Linked DNA regions of Hordeum vulgare: region 1 is linked to region 2. The links are chromatin contacts, called in public Hi-C maps. All regions are on one chromosome and are shown on one strand. Each heading gives the region's core, a stretch centred on a gene start, on an enhancer-like site or on the middle of the called end of the contact. The rest is flanking DNA. Distances are from core to core; before and after follow the strand shown.

What was found. Hi-C and Micro-C count contacts between places; a contact is called where the count stands out from the background.
Region 1: a Hi-C map of seedling shows a contact between it and region 2, with 2.9 times the contacts expected there. The contact joins the promoter of LOC123426889 here to the promoter of LOC123426887 in region 2. A contact is called at or near these places in 2 of 6 Hi-C or Micro-C datasets (leaf and seedling).

Annotation. Positions count from the first base shown.
Region 1 is chr2H:507,019,810-507,023,965 of MorexV3_pseudomolecules_assembly, forward strand. LOC123426889 (lipoyl synthase, mitochondrial) reads right to left here and starts at 2,749. Exons shown (of 4, transcript XM_045110790.1): 1 at 2,171-2,749. The coding sequence starts at 2,709. LOC123426890 (endoplasmic reticulum-Golgi intermediate compartment protein 3-like) reads right to left here. Exons shown (of 13, transcript XM_045110792.1): 13 at 3,644-4,156. The coding sequence ends at 4,106.
Region 2 is chr2H:506,881,184-506,886,012 of MorexV3_pseudomolecules_assembly, forward strand. It overlaps LOC123426887, which reads right to left and starts at 2,196. Exons shown (of 5, transcript XM_045110789.1): 1 at 1,982-2,196; 2 at 1,782-1,855; 3 at 495-624. The coding sequence starts at 2,104.

The DNA of each region.
Region 1 (4,156 bases), core at 1,499-3,998, 140 kb after region 2:
GATATTCCAGTCCTTCAGATCTCTCTTTACGGACTCCTCCCATGTCAAGTTTGGTGTACCCCGACCTCTCTTGACATTATCAGCACGCTTTAGTCGTCCGCTATGCACTGCAGCTTCTGGATGTCTGCGTTGTATATGTCCAAACCATCTCAGATGATGTTGTACAAGCTTCTCTTCAATCAGTGCTACCCCAACTCTCTCACGTATATCATCATTCTCTTCAATCGACGTTGGACCCAATCCTTTCTTGTGTGGCCACACATCCATCTCAACATGCGCATCTCCGCTACACCTAACTGTTGAACATGTCGCCTTTTAGCCTGCCAACACTCAGCATCATGCAACATTGTGGGTTGAATCGCCGTCCTATATAACCTGCCTTTTAGCTTTTGTGGCACTCTCTTATCACAGAGAATGCCAGAAGCTTGGCGCCACTTCATCCATCCGGCTTTTATTTGATGGCTCACATCTCCATCGATATCACCATCCATCTGCAGCATTGACCCCAAATAGCGAAAGATGTCCTTTTGAGTTACCACCTGCCCATCAAGGCTAACTCCTCCTCATGCCTAGTAGTACTGAAACCGCATCTCATATACTTAATTTTAGTTCTACTAAGCCACCACCAAAACGAAATATATCGCCAAAACAGAAACAAAACCAGCAGTTTCCCTGAAATGTACATCACAGGAACAATCCCTTCTTATATCTGAAATTGGTACTCAAAGGAAACTCCAACAGAACTGGTTCATAGCTTTGCCCACAGCCTACACAACCAAAACCCTCACTGTTTTCAATATAGATTGCATACTTAATAGCACTTAATCCAGACAATACAAGAAGATAAGCTTTCTCCACTATTAATTTAGCATAAAATCAAGCATGGCACATCGTTATTAAGAAAGCTAATTATTACAGTTAAAATCTGGAGATATTGTCTCACAATCATAGCACATAAACATTGAGAAGACACACAAAGCCCTAAGGATACAGAGTGAAACAAACACTTATTTATGAGCACCCCTGACAATTGGCAACAGAATGAGAAATTTGTTTGGGATCCAAACAATTCTGGAGAAAAACTAGCTTGAAGGAAATCAAAACTCAAGCCGAGTGCAAAGAAGCACGTAATTTTCTAGCCAAGACAGGACGCATAAGAATGCTCCGGGTAAGCAGAAGATATAAAATTGCATGTCACGCTGCTACCAGAGTTCAAATTCAAAGTAAGAAATAAATGTTACTAAGGTCCTCCCAACTACTGAATATTTTTAATGGTACGATGAACATCAAATAGTTGCTTGTTTTTTCAAACTCCCTTTCCTCTGCAAACTCTCTGTAGCTTGTAGTAACTGGCTTGCAGTATGATACATCCTGGACAAATTCCATTGTGGTCCTTTCTCAACAAATTTCAAGACCCTGGCAGGGACCAATGCCGATGTTTTATGTTGGCAAGGGGAACTAGTGGGATCTTGTAGGCTGTCATAACAGGTTAGCAACCTCCTGCTCGCCTATTGTAACTCTAGTAATATCTGTAGAAACTCCACGGCAGTGCAAACACAATTATGGGAATGACTGACTAGCCGAATCCAAAACCTTCATTTGTTTCGTGAACAGAAAATGGCAACCTCTCCTGGAGCTGGTATTCGATTGTGTACTTGGGCAAGTCTAGTTGGTTAAAGCAGTAACATGTGAACTTTACCATTTTCAGAAAGTTATTTATACATTGATTAACTTGAAAAGCTATGAACTCCAACTCGATCTTCAGATTGCAACTGAGCAAGCAGTTTCTGAGTACAGTTCTCCATAGAGTTGCTTCACACTAAGCATCTACTCTTGCACAACAGCTAAAATCGAACACTTCCTAAATTACTAGCAGCGTTAAAACATCCACATGATTTGGCAAAGGCAACTTAAATACACCAGAAGCTAAAAATCAAACTATTTGCCCTCACAATCTACCTGCTCAAGGTACAATGTAGCATACAGAAAACTATATGCACATACAAAAATCATGGAAATGGATATCATATGGATCATTATAAAGCTCATGTTACTCCTAAAATACAAAGTTATCTAGGGCTTCCCTGTACACAGCCTAAACAACCTAAGCAGCTGCCCGCACCTGCCCAATACAGGCAAGGCAATAGACGAAAAGGATTGATCTCTTTACCTGCATCCGCGCGTGCAGGTGTCACCGAGGATCATGATGGTGGCAGTGGCTGTTCCGGTCTCGCCGCCCGACCAGCACTCGCCGAGGTTGGGGCAGCGCGCCTCCTCGCAGACGGTGTGCAGCTTCAGCTCCCGCAGCTTGGCCTTGATGGCCGCGTACTTGGCCCCGCCGGGGATCGTCTCCTTCATCCACTTGGGCTTGGGCAGAGGCTTCTTCCGCGTCCCCACCTCCACCGAGTACGCGAAGTCCCCCAGCGACGGCGTCTCCGCCTGCAGCCGCCTCCGCATCTCCGCGAGCCGCCCCGCCGCGGGTGCGGCGAGGGGAGGGGACTGCGGGGTCGGGTCGAGGGTTTGGAGGAGGGACGGGGTGGAGGAGATGGAGCGGGAGGGGGCCTGGGACAGGGTCCTCGCCAGGGAGGCCGCCAGATGGCGGCGGCCGCGCATGGTTGCGGCTAGAGGCGGTTGGTGGACCGGACCGGGGACGGGAGAGGTGGGGAAGACGGTGGCGTTTGTTTGGTGCGGAGAGATCCGATGAAGCATAGATATCCAGAAGCCGTTTTCAGTAGCAAAGGGCGCCTTCTCATCATGGAGAATTGTCCATGTTATGCTTGTTTATTTTTGGAAAGAGCATTCAATCCATCCATTATCTGTCATATAAAAAATACCACAACTAACAAAGATTACAGCACCACATAGCAACGACTACAAACATTGTAACAGGCCAAAGGCACGCCATAGTCATCGTCCCTTCGTCGTCGTAGTCAGGCAAACTTTAATTTAGTAGACAGTCGGAAAGTCGTTGGGCTAAGGCTCCACAAGATCAGCGTAGCACAACAACAATCGTCGTCCATGATAGAAAGCGTAGGTTAAAACTCAAAAAGATCAAACATGTAGACACAATCCAAGTAATGGTTCTACCTTCTGATCTAGATTTGTGTATGTAGACATATTTTAGTTTGACTCTTCGCTCATTTCAGTACATATGTAGTTCATATAGAAATATCCCAAACATCTTAGATTTGTGTACGGAGGGAGTAACTATTACTTCCATACTTACATGTGAGACCGGCACTTTTGAAAAAACACAGATAGCAAATACAGAGCTAAGACCTTCCTCTTGGCTTTAGTTTCTCTATCCAATATTTTTTCTTACACGGTCACTTGAAATTCTCCAACACATGCCGCGTGCAAACCGCTTCTCCTCATTTCGTTCTCTTTTAACCGTGAAGGACATAACTATTTCGACGATCTGCTAAGCCACTAGCCTTACTTATCAACTTTCTTTTTTGGCTCCATTGCAATGCATGAGCATTATGCTAGTCATAGTAGAGCACGTGGAGTAACCACTGTCTTCTGTCAACAAGACCACGACTACAAAACATGACGATAAGCACCTACGACTAAAGCAATATTCTTCAACAGTAATACCTTCAAAAGGTTACCAGGAAGATAAGTTACGAAAAACACCCTGACAAACTGAAGTTAGTTTCCTTCAAATGGTCTTTACGTTTTTTTTGTTTTTTTTTAACCTGGCCTGTAAGAGCTACGAAATGTCTAAGAAAAATACCTGTCATGAGTATTGTACAGTCTACATCACTCTTACACAGATTTACAAAAATACAAAAACTTGCAGTTTAGAACGACAAAACCTTTGTCCTTGTGGACTTAAGTGTACAAAAATTGAGCACCTCCGAAATGTTCCATTTGCCTGAGCGATATACGAACATCGCAGACAAGCCATTTTGTATGCTGGCAGCTTCAGCCGGAAAGCAGGCAGCGCACCAGGAGTTCCAGAGCACAAGCTGTGACAAAGATACCGGCCTGTTGGTTCAGTTGTACACTTTTCGGACTTCGGAGAAGACTCTTTCTACTGCAGCTACAGACTAGAGTCATTCAAAAGGAGGTACTGCAGCAATAGGAAGGCTTGATTGAAAACTCAGGTGAATTTGCCGAGTTCCCTCTTCTTAGTGATTGCCCTCTGGCCATG
Region 2 (4,829 bases), core at 946-3,445:
TAAAACTTGACATGACAAGACATGTGCAGAGGTCCATTAAGTGCATTTTTTCAAGTCTCAAATACCAAATAGCAGTTTGTGTTAACAGAAAATGCACAAAGTATGCCTTAACTTAGTACTCTATCAAGGAAAGAGTGACTATACATCAACACATACAAATATTAATAGCGCAAGGAGCCATCACAATAATACCAAGCGGAGAAACAGATACACCCTACATATCACAAATACATGTCGTAGGTCAAGCTTTTAAAACTTTGGTAATAAAAATTGTCTCAAATATAGATTGGGGACCTGTAAATCGTATGTTTATATTTGCCTTGAAAAGTATATTCATAAAAATTGTATTATATTTAATACTATAGTAAAAATTAGTGGTCATAGGTAAATCATGAAGACCGTGTCCATAACCAAAACGACATGTTTGTGATATTGAGTGAGTATACGCCAACCAAGTGGGGAGATAAGGACATGTTTATAAGCATGTTAAGTACCTGATACATCCTCACAGAAGTTCTGTTTGCAGGATTTGAAGACTCTGAATCACTATTCTCACTCTTTTCAGCAAATATCCCACTCCCAGTCATTTCCTTCATCTTTGAACCGGACATCAGTCTCCTTTCACTATAACAAACCAACAAGGTTAGACACTTGGGAAGAGTTCAGTATCTTACTTTCAAGCAACTATAACATACATCTTTTCTGGAAGAAAAAAAAAACTATGACATGCATAAGTAAGAATTGCCTGACTAATTCCTTTACCACTGCAAGCAAAACAGTTGCTTATGAGACTTCATTCTATGGCTTATAAACCAATGAAGCCAAAACAGAGACGCATCACATACCACCAAACACACGAATATTGGTACTTTCAAGTTATCACTCGGACGATAGCAATCAGCCAATCACTACATTAGGAAATTCATTTCGTATTCGAAAATTTCAATTAGTACAATATATTTAGGAAACAAAAATATAACTCTTGTCATGCAATGCAAGCCTAGGTAATTTTGTGCAGAACCTTCAACACATGCAACTGATAAATTTCGAAAGCAATGCTCACAGGAAAAGACGAACTTAGAGTATCCACTGTGGTTTTAATTTGGTTGCCATGGTAAGCACTCCACCAGATTATTGCAGAACTGACAAACTGGTATTCATAACACAACGTTAAAGAAATAAAGAACCAACACTCCAGAGAATTGACAGGATTGAACTTTTCAAAAATTACGAGTACTAATAACAGAAAATAGACTGGGCACTGACATAGCCACGACCACATGTGGCAAGCCAGTACCAGACAGTCAAGCGCTGCATGACTCCGCAAATTCAGCTAATTTCTATGTTTTTACTTTTCAACCTTGGCGGTGAGGCCAGGATTTCAAATTTTGAATCAAAAAATTGCCATTTGCATCGCTCAAATAAGTTTAAGGCGTCATTACGAGTATGGGTGCAGTTTGGATCCTAGCACAATCGCGAAATAAGTTTACTATAATACGGTAACACCACAAATTTGGACTGAAGCAGCGTCGCATGTTTACATAGTGCGTCCTCTGACGAACCAATCGTCTGAGAGCGACTGCTCTGCCCGTTGCTAAAAGCAGAGCAGTCCAGCAAATCGCTGTAAGCTCGAGGCATCGAATGGTCAAACCCCATAACATACAAGCAGAGCATACATTACAACTAGATCGGATCAGCGTAACCAAATCAAAGACGCGGTAGGAAACCACAGATCGAGCAGATCAGGGCGGAATGCGGCATGGGGAGGCCCCAGATCTCACCTGTTGCTCAGATCCTCGGCGTCGTGCTCGCTCACCGGCGCGCCGAACATGGCCGGCGTGATCCCCCCAGCCGGCTGCACAAACAAGAAACATCAGCAGTGAAGCACCAAGTCAGCCGCGTCGCACGGAGGGGGCGGCAGAAGGGCTCTGTGCACGCGCGGTACCACGGCGAGGCAGAGCCCCGGCGCACGCTGCTTTACCTTGAGACTGGGGCGGGACGGGGCGGCCGGCGAGGCGGAGGGGGCGCCGGCGCCCGTGGCCGACCACGTGAGCAGGTCGGCCGTCGAGGTGTGCGGGCTCCGCACCGGCGTCGCCCTCTCCATTGCTCCCGAGCTGTGCTGCCCCCCGTGCTCTATCGTCACCGCTTCTCGCTCGGGTAGTCGGGTTTGGGTCCTCGAGGTGCTGCTGCTGCTGCTGCGTGGCGTGGGGTACCACGGAGTACTAGTAGTAGGAGTAGTGCCCGTCCATTTCCCGTCCGCGTCACGGAACAGTCACGTCGCCGTCGCTGACATATAGGCCAGGAAATCTATGGAGCCACTTGTCGGTGGGTCTCGGGTCAGAGCGGAACGGGAGACCGGGGGAGCAGGAGATCCGGGGATCTGAGTGCCGGCCGGCTGTGTGCCCAGTTGGGGGTACGTGCTGCACGGTGGGTTGTTGAGCGCTGGGAGGTGATCGGTGCGCGGGTGTAGGGGATCCTTCGCCTTGGCGAGGGCCGGTGGGCACGTGCATCGCCATTCCGTCCAAACTCACCGTCCCACCGTGCAAAGCTACGATCTGCCACTGAGAGGACAGAGTGACCAGGACACCCGGTGAAAACGAGAGGTAATTGACGCTTGCTCAAGCAAAGCCACCACGCTGATGCTAGTCAGGGGCTCAGGGCCTCACAGCCTGCGCAAAACTTCTACGTGAGGCATGTTGAAAGGGAATCCAGGGGTTGGTGAAATAATTGTTGAGTATGATAGATATATTATTGAGCCTTATGGGCGAGTATATATTGGAAATAAGACTTGAAGGACAAGAAGCCTCTCCTAGAGATAAGGTGGAGACGATTACAAATCCTAGACTATCAAATACATGTACATCAAATATATCTCTAACATCCCCCGCCGTCATAGCGGTAGCGTTGCGAACAACAGGAGCGTCGTGGATGGTCTGACTGGAGAGAATAACAGCCGACGCGCTGACATCCCCCTGTAGTCGCAGCGGGAGCGTCGGGGACGGTGTCGCATCGTGGACGTGTGGATTGTAGATGAAGCCAATGAGATGCTCAAACGAGGTGATAGCCCTTTGTGTCGATGTCGAGGTAGCCGAGAGCGTAGGGTGGTGTAGACGTGGTCGAGGCAGCCGTGCGAAGAATGTCGTAGTCGATGGCGAGTCGGGGTAGCCGGTGTCGAGGAAGTCGCCGTGGAGCCGCGGGCGCAAGGAGGCGCCGAGTTAGTCATGGACGCGGTGGTATTGAAGTAGTGGTGCGCCGAGAAGACGACGTAGTTGAGATGCGTCGCACCGGGTTTGCCAAGCCTGGGGACACATCGTGGATGAAGGCACGCGTAGGTGTTGCCAGCACTACACATGCGTAGACGGACGAAGTCGATGTTGGCGATGCGCCGTGCCAGGCTTGCCAAGCCTAGGAGCGCATCGAGGACGAAGGCACACGTCGGTGTTGCCAGCACCAGGCATGCGGAGACGGGGACCTGCACACAACATGTACGTCATGTCGAGGAGGCTAGCAGAGAGGACTCGACGACGGTTGCGGTGCAAACCAACGGGAACCAATGTTGCTCGCGGTGGTCGGAGTAGACGAAGCGGTCGGGGTAGACCACGGCGACGCTGGCGATGAGCTGGTGCTGGACGAAGATGAAGGAGGTGGACGGGCGGTACGGCTCGGGTGAACGAGCTGCAGCAGCACCAAGGGAGAACGGCGGCGGCGGCGGCTGGTTAGGAGCGCGGCGGCGATGCTCGAAGTAGGCGAGGAAGAGCCCGACAGCATGACAAAGATCGGCGCAGACGATCGCGTTCCCGCGCCGAAGGAGACGGCGCAACGCATACCATAGGAAGTCGACGTGCGGGGACGGCAGAGTGGACTGCACGCCGCGTTGCTACGACCCGAAGGGGCGACGAAGCTGCAATGCGCGGGTCGGGGCGACGGCGGGAAGACCTCGGGGTGGCAGCATAGACCGTGTGCCGCAATGCTACGGCCCGAAGGGGCGACGCAGCGGTGATGCGCGGGTCGGTGCAGCCATGGGGATGGCCTTGGGCGGCGGTGGGGACCGTGTAACGCTGCACTACGCCCCGAAGCGGCAGTGTAGCAACGACTTGTGGGTCGGTGCAATCGTGGGGAGAACCACTGGGCGGTGGCACTGTGGCCCAACGGGGCAACGCAGCGGCAGCCTGTTGCTCGATCGGTGGAGGGGCGCGTTGTACTCGGGACAGCCTTCATACGACCTATGGAGGCGCATACAACCGACTGATCACGTCAGTCGCACGGTGCCGATGGAGTCGATCGCGGTGGGCAGGTGATCAATCTGATCGCACGCGAGGTCGGGGATGCTGCTCGATGATGATGACGGCGTCGTGGACGATGATACGGGGTGGCTGAGCAGACCAAGGCGACGGCGGCCAACGAGGAACTACTATTGGAAATATGCCCTAGAGGCAATAATAAAGTAGTTATTATTATATTTCCTTGTTCATGATAATTGTCTATTGTTCATGCTATAATTGTATTAACCGGAAACAGTAATACATGTGCGAATATATAGATCACGGTATGTCCCTAGTAAGCCTCTAGTTGGCTAGCTCGTTGATCAACAGATGATCATGGTTTCCTGATCATGGACATTGGATGTCGTTGATAACGGGATCACATCATTAGGAGAATGATGTGATGGACAAGACCCAATCCTAAGCATAACACTAGATCGTGTTGTTCGTCTTTTGGAGCTTTTCTAATGTCAAGTATCATTTCGTTGGACCGTGAGATTGTGCAACTCCTGGATACCGTAGGAGTGCTTTGGGTGTATCAAACGTCACAACGTAACTAGGTGACTA